Regions from separate parts of the Mus musculus genome. Here region 2 is linked to region 1. Evidence: chromatin contacts called from public Hi-C data. All regions are on one chromosome and are shown on one strand. The core of a region is the stretch at or near the end of the contact, and the rest is flanking DNA. Distances in the headings are between cores, read along the strand shown. Region 1 overlaps Lcp1 (lymphocyte cytosolic protein 1). Region 2 has its middle 16 kb from the start of Gm4285.

What was found. Hi-C and Micro-C count contacts between places; a contact is called where the count stands out from the background.
Region 2: a contact with region 1 is called in a Hi-C map of regulatory T cells, with 7 times the contacts expected there. The contact joins two enhancer-like sites. A contact is called at or near these places in 1 of 39 promoter capture datasets (hippocampal neurons), 6 of 484 Hi-C or Micro-C datasets (CD8 T cells, the G1E-ER4 cell line, LSK cells and 3 more) and 8 of 115 datasets of contacts at active chromatin or transcription factors (the 230-238 cell line, Th17 cells, bone marrow-derived dendritic cells and 5 more).

What each region holds. Positions count from the first base shown.
Region 1 is chr14:75,177,062-75,180,719 of GRCm38.p6, forward strand. The region is part of intron 2 of Lcp1 (lymphocyte cytosolic protein 1); the gene reads left to right. Among named protein-coding and RNA genes, the nearest start is that of Gm15628, 42 kb to the left of the region's middle. Within about 2 kb of position 1,965, at least 161 of the 459 cell types and tissues checked have an H3K27ac peak or open chromatin away from gene starts, as enhancers often do. A contact at or near this core is called in CD8 T cells, Th1 cells, Th17 cells and 3 more, where this site is marked.
Region 2 is chr14:75,827,296-75,830,953 of GRCm38.p6, forward strand. No RefSeq gene overlaps it. Among named protein-coding and RNA genes, the nearest start is that of Gm4285, 16 kb to the right of the region's middle. Within about 2 kb of position 1,731, at least 147 of the 459 cell types and tissues checked have an H3K27ac peak or open chromatin away from gene starts, as enhancers often do. A contact at or near this core is called in CD8 T cells, Th1 cells, Th17 cells and 3 more, where this site is marked.

The DNA.
Region 1 (3,658 bases), core at 715-3,214:
CTCCCTCTAACAGAGACCAGCAGCCACCTGGGGTGGCTGGGGGTGTGGGGGGTGTGGTGGGGGGAAATATGGGGGGGGAGTTTTTTGGCTTAGTTCTTGCCAAGTTCTCTGCATTTATCATCCCCCACCCCAAAACCTGAGTTACTTTTCCCCATCTTTAAAGCCAAGCCATGTTTTGATACCTGTCAGTTGGACTATTTTAGGAAGGCTATTTACTCTCATTTGGTCAACTTTAAGATGTTTTCGGGAAAGAGCGTATTGATCATTTAGACTGTGCTGCTAGTAATTCTAATGGAGGTGGTTTAATTTTAGCTTCTGTGGTTGTTTTTCCTTTTTTTTTTAAATCTTCCTTAGAGTCAGTTGGTGGATATGTTAACATCTTAGGTCGTATGTTACCAAGGGTGGCCTGGCAGTGTGAGTGATTTTTGACAATGAGGTTTTTAATGCCCATGTTTTCTGACTACACAAAATATGAGAGGTCTTCTCCATTCAGTCTCCAAAAAACAAGAGCAATTGTGTTGCTGGCTTCTGCTACTTCTTGTAGGGCTGTCTGGATTATTTGTTAAGGCTGAAGGCCATGCAAATGAATGTCTCTACATTTTGGAGGAAAGGTCCTGTCTACACAGGGAATTCTTTTAAGCGACTGAAGCATATAGCCTCGAAGTATTGTACCATCTCTCAGCTTGTATTCATTTAGAACTGTCAGTCAAGCCCAGGACTGATGTTACATATACACTGTCCTGCACACATGGTGAAAACCTGTGTTTCTAACTGTTGGAAACCACTCTAGCAGGACAACTTAAAACCAAAATCAGAAGCAAGACAAACAAACAAACAAACAACAACAACAACAAAAAACCAAAACAAGAAAAAGAAAAAAAAAGTGATGACTTGTCAACACACACCTTGAGGTCAAATTTACCAAGAATTTACTGTAATTGGCTTCTATTAAATGAACTTTTTAAAAAAGGATGTCTGCATAGCTAAATTTAAATGGAATTCACCACTTTTTTCTATGAAGAGTGAATTTCTGGAAGTTTTGGTGTCTGGCCATTAATCTTTCTTTACTTGCAGTACTCATCTGCCTGGCTGGTTTCAAGGCAAAAAGTAAAACTAACCCAAAAAACAGTGGGGTCTCCGGAGGAGAGGCTTAAGGTCCAGAAAATACTAGGGGGAAAAAAAACGTACTCCAAAGATTTTCATCAGAGATAGTAATAAGAATGTAATTTAAAAAAAAATGCTGTGAAGGCTTGTCAACATTTCCCCCTTACATTTGGGAAGGAATAACACTGAATATGGCAGAGTTAGTGCCAACCACGTTTGGCTTGCTGAAGCATCCACCTGCCATGCCTGCCTACAGAGCACAGCGTCTTACTCATGGTAGCAGCACGAGGGAGGGAGGGCTCTTCCGGACCTCAGGTTCTACGGTGGCAGTTTGCAGTGGTCTCTGATGACATTTCGTTAGCAGTCCCTGTCTGGCAGGAGTGTTTTAAACTTCGTCTCCTTTGTATGTTGTACCTTGCAACAGTCAGGACTGTTAGATTAAAAAGGATCCCAGTGTTTTAACCTGATTGATACTTCTACCTCAGAACCGTTTGGAGAAGGGTGGCCCGCGCGTGTGTTTAAACTAGAACAGGAAGGGGACCTGTGCAGGGCCTCAGAGATGCGCATGCTCAGGCCGCTCAAATGTAGAACCCTGTACTGTATCGACCTGGGGGGCGGAGGGGGGGGGCGGAGTGGTAAGAAGGAAAATGTTAGTGTGTATTCTGGCTGTGCACGTCCAACTCTTTTTTTTTAGAATGTTTCATCTGAACTTAATCGAGTTTGTGGATATGGAATGTGTAAAGCTGGAGAGCCGACTGCCACCAATGCGGTTACTTTTAAGTGCTTAGTTTGTGTAACCACATGACTTCCTGGAATCCTCTCCAGTGCCTTGAGCTATCGGGAGTGAGCTGAAGTTACCTAAGGTCCAAGGGCACAAGGGTCAGGGTGGGGCAGGAGTTGGTCTGGATTTCGGGTGCCCCGGGACTGTGCTGGCTGCAGGGTCCGCCTTCCGTGGAGCATGCTGGGAGAAGCTATCATCCTGGAGACACATCGAAAAGCCTAATGTGTGTGTGTGTGTGTGTGTGTGTGTGTGTGTGTGAAGGAGAAGAGAGAGAGCAGAGACAGAGAGAGTGTGTGTGTACAGGTGTTCAAGACAGAGAAAGGAAAAAAATCGCCAGACACCCCAAAGGAGTTTGATATTCATAAATAGGTTCCTTGGCACATTTCATGTAACGGTGGGATGATTCATTAACAGTTTTGCTAAGAATTTTTGGTGCCTTCACGCATTTGCCTCAGCCCACTTCCTCAGCCTTCTTTCATGCCACTTCCTTCTTGTTGAACCTCTCCCCTCCCCCTCCCACGTCTTACCAACCCACGTTCTGGTTCTGGGCGCCGCGCTAGACCGCAAGCCACCAGAAAGTTCCATGCTGTTTCACTCTTTCTCGCTGTTTCTTCAATGATCTTCCCCCTGAATTGTCTGACTTTTCAAGGGCCTCTTGGAAAGGCAGGTCCTCAGCTTGCTTCCTCCACTGACTGAAGTTTGCCTAAGGCTTTGCCTTCAGGTCAGCGTTGCATCTTCTTAATATTTTCCCCCCTGTCCTGTCGCACATATAGAGCGGAGTTCCCTCTCTCCGCCGGCGCACAGGGCTGCTGAAGATATTGACTGGAATGAATAGTTGTCACTTTTTTTTTTTTTTTTAATGAATTCGTTACATAACAGGAAGGCCTCCGATTTCACTTCCTACTTTCATGCTCCCTGAGTCCTTGTGGCGACTGCTCTGAGGGGACACGTGGCAGTCATTGTCCTCAGAGCTTGCTCCCCTCCTTTTCCAAGGCTCCAGTCTTCATTTGAGCCTCACAGCGCCAAATGGACAACGGCTTCGGGAAATATAAGAAATGATACGGTAACTGTAGACTTCAGAAATAAATGACACCAGTCCATCATTGTATTTTAAATGCAGTTACAGGCATACTACCCAGCAATCCTTACATAAGCTGAATTCCCCAGATAGGCCTTTGTTTATGAAGTGAACGCAAGTACACATGTTAGGAACATTACTTAATCACTCTGTATTCTTAGAAAATTCTCAAGTCGCCTTTTCCTTTTTTTTTTTTTTTTTTCACCTGAGGACTGCAGGCCCCTCTGCACATATAGGGGATGTACCAATCAAATCTCAAAATAAAGCTAAATCAGAAAATTAAGAGATTTCCTCATTTAGCTCATGTTTGAGAAGAGCTGAAAAGCTTTATAAAGTCATTGGACTTTATGACTAATGGTAGATGTTATAGCAGGATGATACTGTTTAGATTAATGTAAATTTTCTCCCCGGGAATTTTTTTTGATAGGGGGGTGGAGGGGGGGTGTTTCCCACTTCACAGATACCCAGTGAAATAAGATGACTCAGTTCGTGTACTGAGCAACGCAAAAATAAAAGTCGAATTTAGAGTCCATCAAAATATATAACTGATTTGTCAGCCGACTCTGCTAGCTGCAAGGGTTCCTGTTTTGCTAGATGACAGTGCACTTCTAACATCAAAACACTGAAGGTTTTCTGAAGTGCTGAGACACTGCCTCCTGACCAGGTCTCCATCACCTAGGGGAATCTTGCTCTAG
Region 2 (3,658 bases), core at 481-2,980, 650 kb after region 1:
GAGGGTTTGTTTAGCTTACACTCCCATATCGTTGCTCATTACTGAAGGAAGTCAGAACAGGGACTCAAACAGGGTAGGAACCTGGAGGCAGGAGCTGACTTAGAGGCCATGGAGGGGGGCTGCTTACTGACTTGTTCTCCATGCCTTTCTCAGCCTGCTTTCTTATAGAACCCAAGACCACCAGCCCAGGGATGGCACCACCCACAATGAGCTGGGCCCTCTCCATCAATCACTAATTAAGAAAATGCCCTACAGCCTGCCTAGAGCCCCATTTTATGAACACATTTTCTCAATTGAAGTTCCCTCCTCTTCAGGTGGCTTTAACTTGTGTCCAGTTGACATAAAACTAGCCAGCACAAGGCTTATTAGACCCATATCTGAAAGGAACAAACTGGGCAAAATTCTCCTCCTGGCAGTATCTAGGGAGAGGTGTGAGGGCAAGGGTCATTCAACTGAGTCCTAAAGAAAGTGTGCTCTTTTTGAAACTAAAGACAAAGGCATTTCTTTGTAATTTCCCAGGATAAAGTATAATCATAACTTGTGTGTATCACTGAATATCTGATCAGGACACCTCCCTAGTCCCAGGGAAGTCTTTGAAGGGGAAACATTGGCTCAAATATGACTGGAAAGCTCCGCTGGCATCATTTAATGCACAGAAGGGGAGGCCCTGGGTGCGAGCTAGAGATAGCCCTTTACACAAAAGGAAATATGGGGCTCTAATTTCACTTGACCTAGAAACCTGAGACTTACTGGCTGAGAGCTGTGGCAGAGCAGCTCAGACAGTTCCCTGCTGAGCTAGGAGAGAGGAGAGCTAGGAGAGTGGGTTGAGGAAGGCCAGTGAAGAACAGAACCGGGCAGAGTGGACAGTGTGGAGTGTCGGTGCAAACAGTGACCGATTAAAAGCAGCAACAGACATAGGAACACAAGGGGCATGTTCGGAAGGAAACCAAATGGAAGCCGCCATTCAGTCCGCCTTACCTCGGTGCACAAAACTGTTATATAATACCCAACTTCCGCTGTGCACATCTGTTTTCCAAAACTTTCCATCACTACTCCAGAGTCCCATCTGCCCTGGTGACATTTTCCCAGGGGAAAAGCAAATAGCTCCTGCCTCAGGGTGAGGCCAGGACAGAGCTGGACAAGCAGGCTTGACCACTCAGTCCGGAGTTCCTCCCCTCCGGCTCCCTGCCTGTCCAGCACGTCGCCAGGTCAGCCCCCTCACCCCCTTACGCATCAGCCTCTGCCCGGTTCTTCTTGACAACTTGCCTCTCCTCTCTACAGGAGCCCTCCTCCCAGGTCTCAGTGTGGTGGCACTTCTCACCAGCTAAGTCTCTGCTCAATGGCACCTCTTTGGAGAGACCTTGCATGACACACAGCATTAAATAGGACAAAAAAAAAAATCCAGTTTCTGTGATTGTGCTCCGCGGCCTCTCCGTAGAATGCATCCTTGCTTACTGTAGCATCCCTAACCCTTCAACCCCTTTGAACAATCCCTTTAAGAAGGTGTTAGCGTTGAGTAACTATGTGGAGCGTTCCAGTCGATATAACAATGCCATTCTTTATTATTACTCTAGATATTTTCCTTCTTTTAAGCCTTATCTTTTGGATAATATGGTAACGATGACCCCAAAGAAGAGTAGGAACCACCCCCACGTGCAGCAGTGGCGAGGAGTGGCGACAGCGGCTGGGCAGGCAGGGAGGCAGCGGAAGTACAGATAGCCCAGCTATGGCCCTGCGCCAACTCCTGTTGTTGCCAGTTCTCAAATCACAAGACTGGATGGTGTTCCGCTCCACAGGAACAGAGAGAACTCTTAAAACAGCCACACCTGCCTTTGATTCAGAGTAGACCAGTCTTAAATCCTCGCTGCCAACAGCCGGATACCCTTTCAGCCTTGAAGCAAACTTGGGCGGCAGACGGAACAGCATCATCTTTATCACCTACGCTCTGCTAGTGGCGGTGGGGCGGGGACACACGGAAAAGTCACAGAGATAAATAAGAGACTCAGAGTGGAACCAGAGGCATCTCTTCCTCACCCAGTCAGCTGAGTAGGACCTAGAAATTCCCGCCAGTGGGTCCCAGACCTCTTAATTTGCGGGAGCATCCTCAGAAGAGAGCCCAGAGACCGCCTGATTCCTGCGGGACTAGAACCTTTGGGGGTGCCTGCCAGAAATCCGTCTTTTTTTAAAAAAACCTCTCCAAATCCTTCTGCCTCTCTTCAAGTTCTGCTCTGATTTTCCATCCAGCATTTGGAAACCGATCAGATCCTTCCTACCTTCAGCTTTGAGGACCGCACTCGGTGATCTCGGCATCGCCATCTGCCGGACACACTGCGGAACTACAACTGCAGCGCTCTCTAATGCTTCACTCCAGCTATGCATTCCCACTGCTTCGGAATACAGAGAAAGAAAAGGTGTTTGCTATGGCGAGCTCAGCCAGTACTGCAGATCTGCTGCTGAGAGAGTGTTTAGCAATTGAATCTATTAATACACGAGCACATAAACAAATGAATTAAGAATTCGTGCTGGAGGGTAGCTTCGTGGCATGGCAGCTGCACAAGAGGCCCTTGGTTCAAACACCGGCGTTTTAGAAAATTGCCTTTAATTAGAACAATAATAAGCAAAACACTCGAAGAAGAAAAGCAAGCACACGATCGTTTATTCAAATGTTGAGATCACCCGTGGGTGGAGGGTACAGTTGCCTAGACTTCATTATTCATTTCCTCATTCGGTTTTTCAAAAAGTATGTTTGGGGTGAGCTGGCGAGATGACTCAGTGGTTAAGAGCGCCGACTGCTCTTCCAGAGGTCCCGAGCTCAAATCCCAGCAACCACATGATGGCTCACAACCATCCGTAACGAAATCTGATGCCCTTTTCTGGAGTATCTGAGGACAGCTACAGTGTACTTACATATAATAAATAAATCTTTAAAAAAAATGTTTGGGACCCAGCAGGGGTGGCAATGCCTTTAATCCCAACACTTGGGAGGCAGAGACAGGAGGATTTCTGAGTTCGAGGCCAGTCTGGTATACATAATGAGTTCCAGGACAGCTGGGGCCATACCTATTCAAACCACCACATCAGGCTAGCTTCAAACTCACAGAGATCCCACTACTTCTGTCTCCTGAGTGCTGGGATTACAGGCAGCCATCATGCCTTCTTAGCTTTTACCTGCATTCTGGGGATCTGAACTTTTGCTCAGTGTATGTGATCCATCCACTGCGGCTTCAACTTCCCAACCCCCTCAATGATATTATCCTTTTTTTGAGACAGGATAGCCCTGGTTGTCCTAGAACTCATTTTGTAGCCCAGGCTGGTCTCAAACTCATAGATGTCTGCATCCCTCTGCCTCCCAAGTGCTGAGATTAAGTGGGCGCCACCAACACCCGGCCCAGTCTTTGATCATCTGTGAAACAAAACTCCTTAATTCTTTTGGTGGGGCAAGATAGATTTTGAGTTATGGCCCCCACAGACTCATGTGTTTGAATGTTTGGTCCATCGCCAGTGGCATTATTAAAAGGTGTGGCCTTGTTGGAGGAAGTGTGTCACTATGGGGATGGGCTTTAAGGTCTCCTATGCCCACATTATGCCCAGTATGGCACAAAGTTCCCTTCTGCTGCCTGAGGATCAAGATGTAGAACTTTCAGGTCCCTCTCTATCT